Linked DNA regions of Rattus norvegicus: region 1 is linked to region 2. The links are chromatin contacts, called in public Hi-C maps. All regions are on one chromosome and are shown on one strand. Each heading gives the region's core, a stretch centred on a gene start, on an enhancer-like site or on the middle of the called end of the contact. The rest is flanking DNA. Distances are from core to core; before and after follow the strand shown. Region 1 has its middle 71 kb from the start of Trnap-agg90. Region 2 has its middle 34 kb from the start of Trnap-agg90.

What was found. A called contact is a pair of places that touch in the nucleus more often than the background predicts.
Region 1: a contact with region 2 is called in a Hi-C map of liver, with 4 times the contacts expected there. The contact joins two enhancer-like sites. A contact is called at or near these places in 3 of 12 Hi-C or Micro-C datasets (kidney, liver and mammary epithelial cells).

What each region holds. Positions count from the first base shown.
Region 1 is chr15:88,560,059-88,564,417 of GRCr8, forward strand. No RefSeq gene overlaps it. Among named protein-coding and RNA genes, the nearest start is that of Trnap-agg90, 71 kb to the left of the region's middle. Within about 2 kb of position 1,658, at least 1 of the 93 cell types and tissues checked has an H3K27ac peak or open chromatin away from gene starts, as enhancers often do. A contact at or near this core is called in liver, where this site is marked.
Region 2 is chr15:88,523,029-88,527,786 of GRCr8, forward strand. No RefSeq gene overlaps it. Among named protein-coding and RNA genes, the nearest start is that of Trnap-agg90, 34 kb to the left of the region's middle. Within about 2 kb of position 3,458, at least 52 of the 93 cell types and tissues checked have an H3K27ac peak or open chromatin away from gene starts, as enhancers often do. A contact at or near this core is called in liver, where this site is marked.

The DNA.
Region 1 (4,359 bases), core at 408-2,907, 35 kb after region 2:
GAAAGAGAAAGAAAGAGAAAGAAAGAAAGAAAGGAAGGAAGGAAGGAAGAACAAAAGAAAGAAAGAAAGAAAGAAAGAAAGAAAGAGAGAAAGAAAGAGAAAAGAAAAACATTCAAAGTTCAAATAGGTAGCTTGCCTCCCGTGACACTTTGAAGTATAACACCTATTTTTGTATAGCCTCTGGTATACATGATAAAAGAGTTCCATTTAAGTGTTTTTCTGCCTTTAAGAAGTTTGCCACAGGAAGGGGTAACTAAGGAGAGCGCAGCTTTGGAGGGGAAGAAGGCAAAGCTCTAGGAAACTGGCCTCCCCTAACCAGCTGGTGGACATTGATTTAGCCACAGAGCTCACACAAGTCTCTCCTTCCACCCCCAGAAAACCTGGCTGTTGTGTGAGGTTGCCCTAAAATTGATTTTCAATGACTTCCTGAGATACTGTAGTGATTGAACAGTCGGACCTCTGTTGGCTAAGGCCCGGTGACAGAGGGAGTACTTGCTTCAGGTACCAAGTAACCAGGGCCATACAGGGACCTGACCATCACTTCCCAGGAAGCGATGGGGAGGAAATTGCTTTTCCTTGAAGCTGCTTTCACTTTGAACAAACGGTAAAGGAAGACAGTTGTCTTTTAGACAGAACTTGATCCTGTTGACTTTATCCATATCCCTGACTGTCCTTGATATTTTTCATTAATACTGTGTCACTGTGACGGTTTATGTCTGCTTGGCCCGGGGAGTGTCACCATTTGGAGGTATGGCTTTGTTGCAGTAGGCATGCCACTGTGAGTGTGGTCTTTAAGACCCTCATCCTGGCTGCCTGGGAGTCAGAATTCTGCTAGCAGCCTTCAGATGAAGATGTAGAACTCTTAGCTCCTCCTGCACCATGTCTGCCTGGATGCTGCCATGTTCCCACCTTGATGATAATGGGCTGAACCTCTGAACCTATAAGCCAGCTTCGACTAAACATTTTGTCTTTATAAGACTTGCCTTGGTCATGGTGTCTGTTCACAGCAGTAAAACCCTAACTAAGACAGTCACTGAGGTAACTCTTGTTTTCCAAAGTGGGGGATTTCTGTGGAAAGGGGCCTGATAGGTAGAAAGGCAAGAGGGAAGAGGTGAAAAGAAAGAGGAAAGGCCATGGAGGGAGGGGAGAGCTAACCTCTAGATGACCAGGAGTATCTGAATGGCAGATTTTGGAATTAGGTTCCTCAAACTGAACCAGTTACATATTCTCACAATGCTTTAATTAAGAGCTACACAGCAGGTCTTAGAATACAGCAGAGCTGGCCATCTTTGAATTTCTCTCTCCAGACTTTGTCTTATTAGCTGCTTTTAATGACAAAAGGCTTTTGCTTAAAGACCCTCACGGGTATAGTGGTATGTGGTTGTGAAATGCGTCCCATAAACTCATGTGAAGACTTTGTCTCCGGTGGCTGACCATGTTTTCTTTGGAAGCTGTGGAGCCTTGAAGATACGAAACCCAGCCATCTGAACCCAGCTTCCATGATTGGACCTTTGCAGGTTATGTTGCCCTTCAATCCACCAGCACATGAGGAAACCTACGTCATACTCTCTGCCATGTTGGCTGGAAACAGTGGTTCAAGAAGAGTTTCTCCCTCTCTGAATTTGCTTCTGTCAATATTTTGTCACAGTACTGAAACGAGGAACTCTTGTGAAACACTGTCCTGTAGGGACAAAAGCCATTGCCACTTTAGTCAGTGGATCCCCTCAACAAAGGCAGCTCTGTTGTTTTCCCTCCCTGAAAGAGGTTTCTGGCCATTGGATCCACACCTGAGACAGCAGCCTTTCCCCCCTGCACCTCTCCCCATGCAGAATGACAATCTGCCCCTACCCATAGTGTCAGAGTACTTGTGTTTATAGGAGGCACAAAGCTAATTAAAGAGCTGAAGAGGTGACAGTACCCTGAATCTATGGAGAAATTGTTGTCCATGCTTAGGTAACTGTTTTGGGGTTACCCATACTCTGTAAATAACCCCTCACCCATGTGTAGGAGTAAGTTCAGTAAAATTGTTGAGTCACTAACCTAGATTTGAGTGGCATGATTACTTTGGTCTGTTGTTGTTACCCTGTGTGGAGTGAATAGACATTTGGTCATGTCTCCCCAGGAAGAGTTCATGCAGCATTAACTACTACATACATTACAGGTGGTACATCGAAAAGATGGTGTATTCATAGGTCGCTCTGATGATATATTCTGAGGAATGATTCATTACGGGGTCTTATTGTTTCATGATTACCAGAGTATAAGTCTACACGCCCCAGGTAGTCACCCTGCTCTGTGGCGTGTACTGCCATATAGGCACACATCATGAATTAGGGCATCAATACATGGCACATAACTGCATTTGATAGGCCCCACATTCTGTTATAATTTTTGGTTGCTTTGCTGACTTACATAAATCTCTCTATTTGCGCTTAATCCAGGTCAGGCCCATGAGTAACTGAATTCCTTTCTTAGGTTTCCTCAGTCATTCTGGATACTTACCAAAAGAGGTTCCACAGCAAGGATCTTCAACTAGGGTGACAATTGTACTGTATGTTGTCTGCCCTGTATTGCTAAAACCCATTTCATGTCGGGTGTTACTGCTGGTCCAAGGTCCCACCTTCCTCTGCCTGCCCATATGGAAAAAATCTCTGGAAGCTAACAACCGACTGAAATATACAAGTGGAGAGGGACCAAGGCACATGTAAGGTAGATCTCTGACCTGTTTTGGTATCCAGTGCCCCAGAAATCAACCAATTATTTAAATAACCTGTCTGGGGAAAGCAGTCTATTCTCTGCAAGTCATGCCTGTGAAAGCTAGACTACTATGTCTAAAAACAAGCTAGAAACCCAAATAGTTATACCGTAACGAGCAGTTTCCCCACTTCTCACACACTTCAATAAGCTCTTACCCTAAGGCCATCCTCTCCCGATTTTCTGATGCCTTTGAGTCTGTGCAAATGTAGGCAAAGGTGTCTATTTATTGAGATTATATTGATTTCTGAAACATTAAATTAAGGGATAAAAGGCAACTTAGAATTGAGAAATCCACTCGATGGTGGCTTGCTAGAGCAAGCTCGGAAGACGGAGCCTTCCTTTTGTTTTCTTGTAGTTGGTCTTCATGTGTTTCTATGCCGGGTCCCGGTATGGGTTAGCATGACTTGTCAGGTTGGTTTGAATTCAAGTTCCATGCCTGACAAAACACGCCGCGTCTCAGTTCCACCTGTTGCCCTTTTAGCCCAGCATGGCTACTTCATAACAACTCTGGTCATTCAGCTCAGGACGAGTCTGCACTCAAGTCTCTGGCCACAGGGTGGGCACTGGTTCTCACTGCCTTGTGGCATTGTTTATTCCCTTCCTAGATGTCAGACACACATGTCCTTTCTCAGAGCTAGAAACACACCCCAGTGCCTTCCTACAAGGGAGTCAATGTTCTTTTCTCTTCCTTGGTAAAACAGAAACTAGGTATAAGTGAAGTGTTTGACTCAATTAATCAAATATCCTCTCATTACAACCCAGATAGTTATTTGAAGGTTGCCTGAATGCTAGAAGGCAGGTAGGTGTTTAGCAGACAAATGGATCAAGCTAAGCTTTTCTGTGGTGGATTCTTTGGTGAGCCATTCAGTGGTGATATACTTGTCCTGCCTTTAATATTACCATGCCAATAACAAGTGGTCATTTATTTACCTGTCAATAAAGACTCTTCTGCCCCACTGTTTTCTGTGACCTCAGCCCTTTACTTTCTAATCTTTTATTTTTCAGAATCAAGAAAACCCTAGTTCTTTATTAGTTAAAAAAAAAACAAACCAGTTTTCCCAAATTGATTGTACATTTTCTTTGTGGCAAATTTGTGTCTGCTAGCTTTTCTCACATGTGTCTTTATTGTTCTGCATACACAATAACGTATTGTCTCACTACATCCCCGTGATGCAATCCTTTCACAGACTAGTTGAATAGGATGCGTTATGTTTCCTGCATTGTGCAACGTATGCAAATGAGCCAGGTGACTTCAACTTGGTGAACCTGCAGAGTTCACATCCTTACGAGTGATAACTGTGACCGCAGCTCGCTTCTCTGGAGTTTCTGTCTGATTCTGGGTATAAGACGAATATATATATATATATTTAGCCAGGTTCACAATGAAGGTGGTCAGGCATTCAGAAGAGATACCACCTTTGTAGGGCTGCTGCAAAAACCGACAAACCGTAGCCTGCATCTCCTGCTGTTCACCTTCCAAAGCACATCTGCGCTCTATCCTTGACTCTGTCCATTGTGGAGTCCTGGACTCTCGACATTGCCTCTCTGCCATTACCCATCCACCACTGCCTCTTCCTCTCTTTTCTCCATAGCACCGAGGAA
Region 2 (4,758 bases), core at 2,208-4,707:
GAGAATTAGAGGGTGAGAGGAACGTGGGGGGAAGAGAGAGGGGGCAGGGGAAAAGAGGAGCAGGATCAGGTATGGGAGGAGATGGGGGAGATGTACAGAGGGTCAGGGAATTGAACAGAGGTGTACAGCAATGGGGGATGGGGAACTGGGGGTAGCAACCAGAAATACCCAGATGCCAGGAAAGCAAGAGGCTCCCAGGATCCCACAGGGATGATATTGGCTGAAAAACCACACAAAGGGCAGAGAGAACCTGTAGAGACCATATCCAGAGGTTAGGCATGGGCCCCACCAGTTGAGGAATTGGACTACCCACCCATCTCCAAAAATTTAACTCAGAATTGCTCCTATCTAAATGAAATGCAGGGACAAAGAGTGGGGCAGAGACTGAAGGAAAGGCCACCCAGAGTAGCTGAGTACATCTTGATCCACAAGCAGGAAGTAGAGAGAAAGGACACTGGGCACGAGGATGGATTTTTAAACCTCAAAGCCCGTCTCCAGTGACGCACCTCCTCTAACACGCATCTTAGTCTTTCCCGAGCAGCCCCACCAACTGTAGACCAAGCATGGAAATGTACGAACCTATTTTCACTGAAGCCGTCACAGGACGAAATCTCATCTGTATTACAAAAACATTCCTCTGAAGCCCGTGTCAACAGTGCTATAATTTTGTCATAGAAAAAATATTGTAGCATGAAACCAAATTTTGAATTAACTGATTAACTAGTTAATTTTAAACATTAAGACTAGTTCATTATATTTTAAAACACAGGACCTTGCTATGTTGCCCAAGGTGCCTGTCAGCTCCTGGCAATTCTGTTTTAGTTTCCTGAGTGCAATTACAGGCTTAAAGCTAAATTTAAACGAAAGTATTGACTCAGAAAAGCTATTAGACCGAACTGTTCTTTCTCCCTTTTGCAGCAAAGAACGTATCTTACACACTGGGTCCCATTTTGGCTATTGCTTCGACCTTGTTTAAGAAGAAGCCACCAGGGAAGGCCAAAGATAAACAACAGAGGGAAAACAAAAACAGAGACACTGAAGGAGGTCTCAGCCTCTGACATATATGCTACTGAAGATGGTGGAATACAGCTTAACTGCTAGATAAACAGACAGAAAGCCACACAGTAGGCCTGCTCGCCCAGTCAAAACCAGGCTGTGAACAGAACAGTGGTGACTTCCCTTCCTCCAGAACCTGCTCGCACAACCTCACATTGAAATGGGAGAGCTTATCCTCAGCCAGAGCAGCTCCATGCTCTGAAAGCATCCCAGCATCATGCCAGCATCCCAGCATCATGCCAGCATCCCAGCACCCCAGCACCCCAGCATCATCAACAGGCCCAATTAATCACCTCATACTGTTTTCTTTGTCATCTTTTTTCCCCTCAAGCACCAAGTACTTGGTTTAAATGTTCTGACTTCAGTATGTGAAAGGGGCGCCACCTCGGGCAGACGTGTGGCTGTTTCCATCACTCAGCACATGGACAGCTGAAGGTCCAGTGGATTCCAACTTTGTCCCATTGTTGGTTTTATTGTAAACGGTACATTTTAGTGTGTGTTTGCATGGATGCTGCTAGGACAGCCTACCACTGATCAGGAAGTTCAAGATCAGGGTCTTAGCATTTGACCTGCTTGGTGACCTCCTTTCCTACCGTGTCCTCAGGTAGGCAGAAGGACAAGGGACAACTGTCTTTGCCCTTCATGAGGACACGTGATCTCATTCTCCAGGAAGGGAGCTTCATGGCCTAATCACCTTCTAAGGTCCCACCTTTTACTGTTGTCACACGGACAGCATTAGAGGCTGGAATGACACACACAAACCTTAGCATTCCATCTGTGTTCCCCCAAGTTAATCTCTCACATTTTAACAGCACCCATGGTCTTAACCCAACTCATTGTAGCAGCTACTCCAACTCCCCCACATTGGGGTATCATCTGGCTCAGGAAAGGAGGAGAGGCACCATCCATCCTGCAGTGAGTTTCTCTCCAGCAGGTACCTGGGACATCAAACAAGTTGGGACAGATATGGGAAAGATAGGCTTCCAAGCTTGCTAGCCAATCAGGACAGCCAACAGGTAAATTCCAGGTCCAGTGAAAGACTCCATCTTTAACAGAAGGTAGAGAGCCATTTGGGAGATACCTGTTGACCTCTGACTCCCACACACATGTGCACATGCACCCATCAATGGGTACACATAAATATATACATCTGTTGGATTAAGACCGTGGGTGTTGTTAAGATGTGAGAGATTAACTTGGGGGAGCACAGATAGAATACTAAGATTTGTGTGTGTCATTTCAGCCTCTAATGCTGTCCATGCGACAACAGTAAAAGTTGGGACCTTGAGAAGGTGATTAGGGCCATAAAGCTCCCTTCCTGGAGAATGAGAAAGAAGAGAGATGCACAGCCACCATTAGGAAACTCCACGCAGCCTTCTGAAGGCACAGGAGCCTTTTGCTACAGGAAGACTTGTCTTTTTCTACATTGGAAAATGGGACTTAGTAACCAGTTTTACCATTTCCCTACCATGTGACCATCGATAAACCCGTAACACGGATTGGTTTGTTTCCTTATCTTCAAATTCTGTCTCCATATAACATCTTTTCCTTCTTCTCGGACAAGGTCTTGGTTTGTAGCCTAGCATGGTTTGAAATTTGCAGGCTCCCTGCCTCTGACTCCCTTGTGCTGGGATTTGTATGCATGCCATGCACAGGTTAAAAAAAAATTAAGATCTAATAAACTCAAATACTTTGTGCTTTCTGAGCTATCGTTGAATGGAAGTCTTGGTAATTAGTTCTTCTTCATTCTAATTTCTTGATCGCTACAGAGCATCTCATAGAGGCTACCTCGGGTGTCTCTTTCCTTCCTTGGTATGGTGCAGCCGATACTCAGGGGGAAATAATGCCTGGGCGGGTGAGTGGACCGGTTGGGTGGTTTTGGCTGTGGGAATGGACCTTCCACGTAAAGTAGGAAGTTCTGTATTGTTTTAAATTTCTTCCCTACTTGCTGGCAGAGCAGCTCCTCCAGTCAGAGTGCTGCAGTTAGGATTACCCAACACACGGTGTTTGAAGCCTGCTAACTAAGCAGGGTAAAGGTCTGAGGAAAAGAGGGCTTTTTCTAATCAGGTAACGTGAACAGAGTGTGCTGTCTAAGAGCTCCCTAGAAAGGATGTCCGTAGCCACCTCCTTCCCTGACGGGTCTTGGGTTTGCATCTGTGGCAAACTCTGTTGAGTGTTTTTGGTTTTAGTTTTGTTCGAGCGCTGCGGACATGGCGGGCTGGGCTGAGAGTCTGACAGTGAAAGGTACTTGAAAGTCAGGTTGGAACAAAGCACATGCATGCTTCTTGCAGAGGATGTGGGGCTTGTTGACTGGAAACTTGCCTGCCAGAACAAGGTTCTTCTGCGTACACCAGAAACAATCTGCCATTGTCTCCGGGGATAAGATCGTGCCAATGAAACGGAACGCTCCAGCCAAGAGGAGGAGCACTGTGTTAACTGCTTCATCGCTGAAAGGAATTATGGGAAAGGAGAGGCCGAACAAAACTTGGCTCCTTGATTTTTTTTATCTTCACATTTGACATCATACAGAATTGGTACCCAAAGCCCACCACAGGGTAACTTACAGGGGGTGAATGAACGCTCCCCATCCCAGCCGCCTTGCCACTCTGGGCATTTTAATGCTGCCGGGGGGATGGCCTCTGTGACCTCTCTGGCCTCGCTTATGTTGGCCTTGGCTCCAGATGCTATTACCTCAGAGAAACCACCAGGCCGGGACTAGGGGTAAGGCAGTGGAATGTGCATAACTCTCAGGGCAGTTTAAGGGTAGGGAATGAAATGCAATGTCCACAGAGGAAATGGAGAAAACCCCTAAGTGGACTGATTTAGGTTATGGAAGGGTTGTCTTAATTTTGCCTGTGTTCTCCCCTAGTCTCTGATGAGAACCAATAAGGGAGTATTAGTGGAATTGATGTGGTGACCAGACTTCTTCAGTTTGGTTGGCATTGTGACTTGCAGACTCTTGATTCTCCTCTCTTCACCTTTATTGTTACCAAGTCCTTCTGTAAACTTCGTGCTTGTATCCGTAACCCAGTGTTACCTAAAACTTCAAGCACTGTGCCATAGTTCAAGACTTCACATGTGTGAGGAAGGCCTGGCTTTGTGGAAAGAGTTATTAAAGTGTAAGAAGTGCACCTATGGGCCGGCTGTGGTGCTCTATGCCTGGAATCTCAGCGGCTGGGAGGCAGGGCCTAGAGGATCAGGAGTGAGAGTTCATGCTTGAACCTATCCAGCTTCATAGTGAGTTTGAGTCCAGCCTGGGCTATAAAGACCCTGTTTCAATAAACCAAACCAAGCCAAACCAATAAAAGAAGTACAGTTGTGGCCAATTCCACAGAAAGGCCCGGGAAGATGAATTGGTGGGTTCACTGCTTGGCTTCTCTGCGTCGTTTTCTGCTGCACCTCAGCTCGATTAATTTCTCTCTCTCAGATCTTGACTCTTAAGTTTGCGATGGCTTTTATGGTTCTTTTGGGCCATTGGTAGTTCTTGTGTGTTGTTGGCTCTGATTCCCTCCAGCTAGACGTTTTACAGCCAGTAGCTGAATTGGTGTGTTATAAGCATGAAAGTGAAATCCTGCTCTTTTCAGTACCACGCACGGAAATGTCCCACAGTTTGGTAATGGGCTGACCGCATTGAATTCGTGTGGTGAATTTTAACGGGCAACGTGATAGCATCGAGAGGTGAGGAGGCCTCTGGAAGGTGAG